3 separate regions of the Sus scrofa genome follow, and regions 1 and 2 are each linked to region 3. The links are chromatin contacts, called in public HiChIP or PLAC-seq maps. All regions are on one chromosome and are shown on one strand. The core of a region is the stretch at or near the end of the contact, and the rest is flanking DNA. Distances in the headings are between cores, read along the strand shown. Region 1 has its middle 82 kb from the start of MDM1. Region 2 overlaps LOC102164628 (a long non-coding RNA gene). Region 3 overlaps NUP107 (nuclear pore complex protein Nup107).

Region 1 (2,700 bases), core at 148-2,647, 260 kb after region 3:
TACATTCTCTTTCATCAAAAAAATATATGGATTGCCATATACTAAATTAATTTCATGACCCATAATGGGTGTCACCTGCAGTCAGAGAAATCAAGGTCTAGTAGATAGTTGGGGATTTGCTGGATCCCACTAGATACATCCTTACCCTGGGCCCACCAGCCCTACTATGATTTCTCAGATCTGTCATAGTCTCAATCCTTCTAGTCCCTCCTTTTTGTCTTCTAAGTTAAGAAACAGCAAATCAGAAATGCCTTTTCTGTCTCCTTCTATTCTTCTGCTCCCATGTCTCCTCTTTTGTTCATTCCCTCTCACATCTCTTCCACTCCATTCTTAACTGCTGCTTTCAGAATAATAAAATAATAATAACAATGACAATGCTAGCAGCAGTCATAATAACAATGATAGCTAACACTCATTTCATGCTTGCTTTGTGTCAGACACCCACCTAAGTGCTTTATAGATGGGAACTCGTTTACTACTCATAATCGCCCTATGTAGTCAACTATCCTATAATTACTCTGATGGAAGCATTACCTGCTCTTTTTTTCCAACACCTCCAGTCAGAATGAGGAAGACTTGCATATTAGAGAGTCTGGGCTAAATACTTAATCAAATAGAAATGATGATAATATTATGGAACAAACAATTTGCTTTCATAAACCCTGATCTGGAAACAATTGCTAAAGATCATGACCACAAACCTAGAATCAGTAAGCCTGAGTGAGGCTTGGTATGTTGCTATGCTTAGGCTGAATTTCTTGATATATTGCAAAGTTGAGAAGGAAAACATATTATAAAACCTTAGTCTCATGTAAACATCCACCCAGAGAAAATTACTGTAGCATTTGTTGTTTGATCATTGTTTTAATGTTCTGTTCAGTAATTAATTGTTAAAAATTTAAAAAGTAACAATTTTCTCTGGTTATAAAAATAACATCACTTTTTACTCTTAAGATTGTACAATATGCATTCAAACGTAAAAATGAAAACAAAAAATGACCCCAAATCCCATTACTCAAAGATAGGAGCTATTCGCATTTTGGTGAAGTATGAGATAGACCTTCAGACATGTTTTGTTTGGCCTATTTTAGAATGTTTTTCATATAAAAACCTAGGTTTCTATCATCTCTTGATGCTGAAAATATCATGGAGCTCTGACAACACCAAGCCCACATTCCTCCAGGGCAGCAGCTGATGGGAACTGAGGAGCAGCTGCCTTTGGGGCAGGGCAGGGCCTGCATATTTCATCCATCCTAGTCCCCACCACTCCCACTTTTTTCTTACACTCGGTCAGCTTCATTCACTTGTTATTCTCATGCCCTAGGGGGGAGGCATTTGAGTTTTCTCTCTTTTCCTTTAGAAATAATGCTTACTCAACCAACATTTCAGGTCCAAAGCTGTACTCTTTGTGGGTGGTGGCCACAGTGACAAAGAATGATGGGTAGGAGGGGTGGCCTCTTGCTGGAGAAGGTGGGAGAACAAAGTTCTTTGACTTTTGGCTTCTACTCTTTGTCTCCTGGATTTGTTTAAATCTGAAATTTAAACAAGTTCTACATCTAGAGGACTCCTTTCCTTAAACGCCTCCTAAATCTATTCTGTATATTATTTCCATAACTTTGTCCATATTCCCTGAACTAATGAGTGACTTTATTATGCTAAGAAACTACTTCCTCCCTCTTTGCTTTCACACATTGCTAAACACATTGCTAAACAGTGAAGAGAGCCTGGTAAGGCCCAGATCACGTCTCCTTAGATGGTTGGTTTCTCTTTAGGCCGAGGTCTTGGTGTTTGACCTAGCCACAATGATGTTATAAATCTTTCTCTAAGTCATTAAAATTATTTATAAAAATAAATTTAGTGGCTGAACAACATTATAGGATATGTCACATTTTCCTGTCCTTTTTTTTTTTTTTTTTTTTTTTTTTTTTTTTTTTCTCTAATGGGTGAGGTCTCAGTGAGAGGCAGGTCTAGGAGGAAGACATATCCGTTAGGGATTAAGAGAGGAGACAGGAGGCAGTAAGGACAGGGTACCAATTGAGATTCTAGAACTGGTTACTTTAAGAAGCAGAAGTCTACGATGAGAACAAAGTCCAAAAACTAGAGTTCTAAAATCAACAGGGTGGTGACACCTGGGGACTTGTCATAAACCTGCAAGGGGGTCAGGGAGCCGATGACCAAGGAGTGAGGAAGCCGGTGGATGGGAAAGTGAACCCACAGTAACCTCTGAGCAGGGGTTCAGTCATAATTTACATTTTTTGTTTTGTTTTGCTTTTCCTTTTTAGTGAGATTCCCATTCCTTCTAGGTCAATTTAGGAGAGCCGATGCAGGGCATATAATAATTTTTCTATTCTCCTGAAGTTGAACATTTAGGTATTTCCAATTTTTCACTTTCATAAATAATGTGGTAAAATCTCAGTGTATATTTGGGACTATCATTTCAGGATAGATTTGGGAAAATGGAAATACTCATTCTTTTTAAGAATATTGGAATATACTGGCAAAATGTTTCCATAAAGGTTGTTTGCATTTGTTCTCCCATCAATGGTGTTTCTGCTTTGTCCCTTTAAATAAACTTGGCCCACCCACATAAATCTTTTGAATGAAAAGCTGCCACTGCCATCTGTACTTCATATCAGGAATTTCTCTAGGCCACTGGCTTTCAAATTTTTTATGACTCACAGTGAGAAGTAAATCTTACAC
Region 2 (2,700 bases), core at 163-2,662, 330 kb after region 3:
ACAGCACTTCATTATTTGTGCATAGCCAAACTGTTCCTTGGGGCAAGGTAATGAAGAGAGCATGTGACTTTCAGAGCCCACTATGGAACATGTGCCTCCTCCTAGGGCAAAGCAGTTGCCAATTTACAGGGATGCTTACTTCATCACGACTGAAGGTCACGGCTGGCTGAGCTCTCAAAGCCATCCTAGTGGCCTCACTTATAAAAAGAGAGTAAGGAGGTGGAAGGTGGGCCTGGATGTCATTTCAGGTGTCTTCTATGATTCATTTAGAATCAGAGAAAGAAAGGGAAGATGAATTTCATCCTTTTTTTAAAAAAGTGAGTCCTACTTATTCATAACCCAGGAATACAGTGATTTTCCATAACTGAAGTGAGGATGAATCCTATAATTTCTTTTCCTTTGGTATTCCATGTATTTTCTGCAATATAGTCTTCCTAGATTATATTTTGCATTCTTTGACTTATCTCTGTATGTGAAGATTACTCTGCGTTAGTGATCAACCGTAGGCAAGATACTTAAACTCTCAGTGTCTCAGTTTCCATGGTTGTAAAATGGAGTTAATGATAGTGCTACTTCATAAAATTATTGTGAGCATTAAACAAATTAATATGTGTAAAGCTCCTTAGATGAGTACTTGGCATATAGTAGAGTGCATATTATTATTATTACTATTATTTTGTATTATTACCAAGGTTTTCTGAGTCTTTACCATTTACCTACGATTTCCCTTGGTATAGGGCAGGGAAGAGGTGGAGCAGGAACACTGAAGTTTAGGAAACATTACAACCTTCCAGGGTCTTATAATCTAATACACATAAAAATGAATATTTTTGAAACTACATGGAGTAATATGCTACAAAATATGTAATCAGAATCAAATGATGGTTTCGGGTGCTGCAATAACAGAAAGAGTGCTTATTAAATGGGTTTATGCTCTTCAGGGAGAAGGCTGAGTTTGAGCTGGGCTGAAGGACAGGTAGAACTGAGGTGGATGGAGAAAAGGGAGGTGGGTATTCCAGATGAGAACAACATGCAAGAGAGCAGAGAGGCCAGAAAGAATGTGAGATGGTCTCAGGGCAGCAGGAGACAGAGCTGACAAAGCAGGTGAGTGGAAGGAAATAAGACTGCACAGAACAGAACTTCATTATGGAAGTTCTAGAAAGAGAGGTAGAAAGGTATAGGAAGCTCTAGAAAGAGAGAGTAGTTCTCCCTGCTTAGAGGATTCTCCACCTTATGGGAATGAAAACAGAGGAGAACAGCAAGTTTCTGAGTGAAGGACAGAACACCAGCCAGAGACTTTGAAAAGATGTCCAGAGTTTGGGGGTTGGAGGCTGAGTCTATGGAGACTGATGAGGAGGCGGTTGTTTTGGTTGTGTCAGAGGAGATAGAGGCCAGTCTGGAGCATAGCAGAAGGAGGAACAGGAACGAAAAAGATTGAAGTGGCATTTCGAGGAAAAAAACAGGAAAGTTATTAACAAGGCCTATCTGTCCACTGACTGGATAGAGGAAATGAAGTAGAGGGTAAGTCAAAGATTATTCCCTATGTTCAAAACTGTGGGTCTGAGAATTAGAGATACCATGGAAAACTAGAGATACCATAGAAAACTAGAGATACCATAGAAAGCTCCTCATTTGCTCCTCTCCAGTTAAAGGGGGAGAGGAGCAAGTGAGGAGTTTGTCAACGCAGAAATATAGTTGGCAGTGAGAGTATAACCTCCAGTAATGATAGCTCATACTTATTTACTATGTGCCAGGCACTATGTGTTTTACACATAGACACTCACTGAATCCTCACGGAAACGGTTTGAGATAGGCGCTATTATTCTTCTCACTTTATGAGGAACAAGGGGTTAAACGGTGACACGGTTTACACAGTGAGACTGGGATTTAAACCCAAGCCATTTGATTCCAGGGCTTGGGCTAGACCATCACTGGGCTTAGTACTCTCAAGAAGTCCAAACTCTGACAGGAAGTGAAGATGGAAAACAACAGTTGGGAGTCATCAGCACAGAGGTGTTAATTATAGTTAGGGGAACGGATTCGTCTTCCAAAGGAGAAAGCAGGCAGACAGGAGAGCAGATGGCCAAGAACGCATCCTGGGGGAGGCCCACACCGAGGAGTGGAGCACGGCGAATGTGTCGAGCCCCAGGGAGGGGGAACAGATCTGAGAACAGGCTGCAGGCTTGGCCGTGAAAGGACTGGTTTGGAGAGGGACCTGGGCATAGAAATCAGGGTTAAGGGAAAAAAAAAAAAAAAAGTCTCATCAGAGACTAGAGGCGGGGAATAAGTTTTGTCAGGGAAATGAAGAAGAAAAAAGAACAGGATAGTCAAATGAAGGGATTTCTTTTCTTTTTGTTTTTGTTTTTTCCAAAATAAGAGAGAACTATACCTCATGAAGCTAGAGGCAACAGGGAGAATGCAAATGGAAAAGGAAGGGAAAACATATGGGACAATCCTATAGGAGTTTTAAAGGGAGAGAATCAATAGCTTTTACTGTAGCTGTGAGGAGAGGGCTATTGGATTGTCAAGTGTCAGGGTTGGAAATGGTCCTTAAAATCTGGTCATTTGTCTGGCCCTTGAGATAAAAAAGGAGAATAAACTTGACATGCAATTAGCCCCTGCCCTCAAATTCATTTATGTAGCAAAAAAATACATGGTATCTCCACTTTATCTTTTATGCATCTTAATATTAATAAATTC
Region 3 (2,700 bases), core at 156-2,655:
CTGCAACCTACACCACAGCTCACGGCAATGCCAGATCCTTAACCCACTGAGCAAGGGCAGGGACCGAACCTGAAACCTCATGGTCCCTAGTCGGATTTGCTAACCACTGAGCCACGACGGGAACTCCAGTACCAGCCATTTTTGACAGAATTACATAATTAATCACAGGATGGTGTAGGCAATTAGTAATGGTATTTCATTTTACCCATATGCATGTCCTTCTGTGGTCTCTGCCCTTCTTTAATTCTGCTAGAGACAAATGGGCTAAAGAAGTTGATGACCCCTGATTTATGTAAAAGCATTACAAAAACATTGTTAGTCTCCATAATGACAGGGTGCTATTACTCATTCAATTTCCTGATGTTGTTTTTTTGTTTGTTTGTTTGTTTTAAAATGGCCACATCCACAGCATATGAAAGTTCCTGGGCCAGGGACTGAATCTGAGCCACAGCTGTGACCCACGCTGCAGCCGTGGCAATGCCGAATCCTTTAACCACTGCTCTGGGCTGGGAATTAAACCTGCATTTCCATAGTGACCTGAGCTGCTGCAGTCAGATTCTTAATCCATTGTGCCATAGTAAGAACTCATGATATTTAAGTTAAATGTAACCAGCCAGATGAGCTTAATACACCAATGAGAAAGATACATGTTTATAGGTGCACTATCTCTTAGCAACCAGTTCTTCCTCATTTAGTTCATATGGTTTGGGTAAGTCATGTGGATTCCATCTCTGAACTCCAGGGTTAGGCATGTCACCTAGTAAGAATCATTCCCAGGACTCTTGCTGGAGATATAAATACTTCTTTTGCTGGGATTGCTAGCTTCTAAGAGAATGTAAGGCTGGAGCTGCTGGTGGCCATCACTGACACAAGTGGCTTCTTGAGAATGACGCCACAGAGAGGAGGGCAGAGTCAACAGCATGGGAGAGACAGTAACCTAATGACACCTTCTGAGCCCCTGGACCTGCTTATAGCCAGATATAACCTCTTTACTTCTCTCTTCCATAAGCCAATCAACCCCTACTCGTAAGTAATTTGAGTTGGGTTTCTATGATTTGAACCTAAAGAATCTGAATACAACCAGTTAAAAGGTATCATACCTCAAATATCACTTTGGATTTATGGCTCTTAAAAATTATGAAAGCTATGTAGCAACACAAAAAAAATTTCAAAAAATGTTGATACGCTATCTAAAAAAGGCAGGACAAAATCTGAATGCAGAACCTAGAAACCATTTTTCTAAGTGAAATTAACCAGACATAAATAAACAAATATTGTATAATTCCACTCATATGAAATGCTAGAATAGGCAAATTCACAGAGAAAAATATTAGAGGTTACCAAATGCTAAGAGAAGGAGGAAATGTGGAATTACTGCGTAATGGTTACAGAGTTTCTGTTTGGGGTGATGAAAGTTTTAGAAACAGTGGTGATGGTTTCACAACACTGTGAATGTAATTAATGTCACTGAAGTTCACACCTGAAAATGGCTAAAATGACAAATTTTGTTATTTATCTTTTATGACAATGGAAAAAAAAAACAACAATAATGTAATATACCAAAACTAATGAACTATTTATTTATTTATTTTTTTTTTTGCTTTTTAGGGCCATGCCCATGGCATATGGAAGTCCCCAGGCTAGGAGTCAAATAGAAGCTACAGATGCTGGCCTACACCACAGTCACAGCAACTCGGGATCCAAGTCACATCTGTGACCTATACCACAGCTCACGGCAATGCCAGATCAACCCACTGAGAGAGGCCAGGGATCAAACCCGAACCCTCATGGATCCTAGTTGGGTTCATTAACCACTGAGCCATGAAGGGAACTCCGAACTATTCACTTTAAATGGGTGAGCTGTACATAGTATTTGAATTACATCTTAATAAAGATGTTAACAAAATCTGAATGTATACTGTGTTAATAATTTTGTTAAAAAGAGGTACAAAAGGGATTATAAGTAAATTTTTAAAAGCCCACTATTTGTGATTACATAAAGGTAGTGGGACCTTGAGAGTTTTGTTTTTGAAGTCTTCCAGTAATGTGACTATAACTATACACATATGTATATATATATATATTTTTTTTTGGTGGTCTTTTTTTGTCTTTTTAGGGCTGCACTCGCAGCATATGGAGGTTCCCAGGCTAGGGGCCCAATCAGAGCTGAAGCCGCCGGCCTACGCCAGAGCCACAGCAACACAGGATCTGAAGCGTGTCTGCGACCTACACCACAGCTCACGGCAATGCTGGATCCTTAACCCACTGAGTAAGGCTAGGGATCAAACCCGCCTCCTCCTGGATGCTGGTCGGGTTCTCTAACTGCTGAGCCGTGACAGGAACTCCTGTTTTCTGTTTTTAAAAGTGCATCCTTGTTTGCCATTTTGTGATTCCTAGTATCCTGCACAGAGAGGCTGGACTTAATAAATGAGTACATGTTACTTCTTTTCTTAATTAAAAAATACGAATGATGTTTAATAATCTAAGAGTTATTACTATAAGAAATTACACGCAATTCCCGTCAGGGCTCAGTGGTAACGAACCCAACTAGTATCTGCGAGGATGCAGGTTCAATCCCTGGCCTCGCTCAGTAGGTTAAGGATCCAGTGTTGCCGTGACTTGTGGTGTAGGTCGTAAACATAGCTCAGATTCCACATTGCTGTGGCTGTGGTGCAGGCTGGCAGCTACAGCCTGAGAACT

Evidence for each region. HiChIP or PLAC-seq counts read pairs in DNA pulled down with a chosen protein or histone mark.
Region 1: an H3K27ac HiChIP or PLAC-seq map of alveolar macrophages shows a contact between it and region 3. The contact joins two enhancer-like sites. A contact is called at or near these places in 1 of 47 Hi-C or Micro-C datasets (embryonic fibroblasts) and 1 of 2 datasets of contacts at active chromatin or transcription factors (alveolar macrophages).
Region 2: a contact with region 3 is called in an H3K27ac HiChIP or PLAC-seq map of alveolar macrophages. The contact joins two enhancer-like sites. A contact is called at or near these places in 1 of 47 Hi-C or Micro-C datasets (alveolar macrophages) and 1 of 2 datasets of contacts at active chromatin or transcription factors (alveolar macrophages).

The regions. Positions count from the first base shown.
Region 1 is chr5:32,754,483-32,757,182 of Sscrofa11.1, reverse strand. No RefSeq gene overlaps it. Among named protein-coding and RNA genes, the nearest start is that of MDM1, 82 kb to the right of the region's middle. Within about 2 kb of position 1,397, at least 4 of the 83 cell types and tissues checked have an H3K27ac peak or open chromatin away from gene starts, as enhancers often do. A contact at or near this core is called in alveolar macrophages, where this site is marked.
Region 2 is chr5:32,688,558-32,691,257 of Sscrofa11.1, reverse strand. The region is part of intron 2 of LOC102164628 (a long non-coding RNA gene); the gene reads right to left. The region is part of intron 1 of LOC102164543 (a long non-coding RNA gene); the gene reads left to right. Among named protein-coding and RNA genes, the nearest start is that of MDM1, 16 kb to the right of the region's middle. Within about 2 kb of position 1,412, at least 1 of the 83 cell types and tissues checked has an H3K27ac peak or open chromatin away from gene starts, as enhancers often do. A contact at or near this core is called in alveolar macrophages, where this site is marked.
Region 3 is chr5:33,018,961-33,021,660 of Sscrofa11.1, reverse strand. All of the region lies in intron 12 of NUP107 (nuclear pore complex protein Nup107), which reads right to left. Among named protein-coding and RNA genes, the nearest start is that of SLC35E3, 29 kb to the left of the region's middle. Within about 2 kb of position 1,405, at least 1 of the 83 cell types and tissues checked has an H3K27ac peak or open chromatin away from gene starts, as enhancers often do. A contact at or near this core is called in alveolar macrophages, where this site is marked.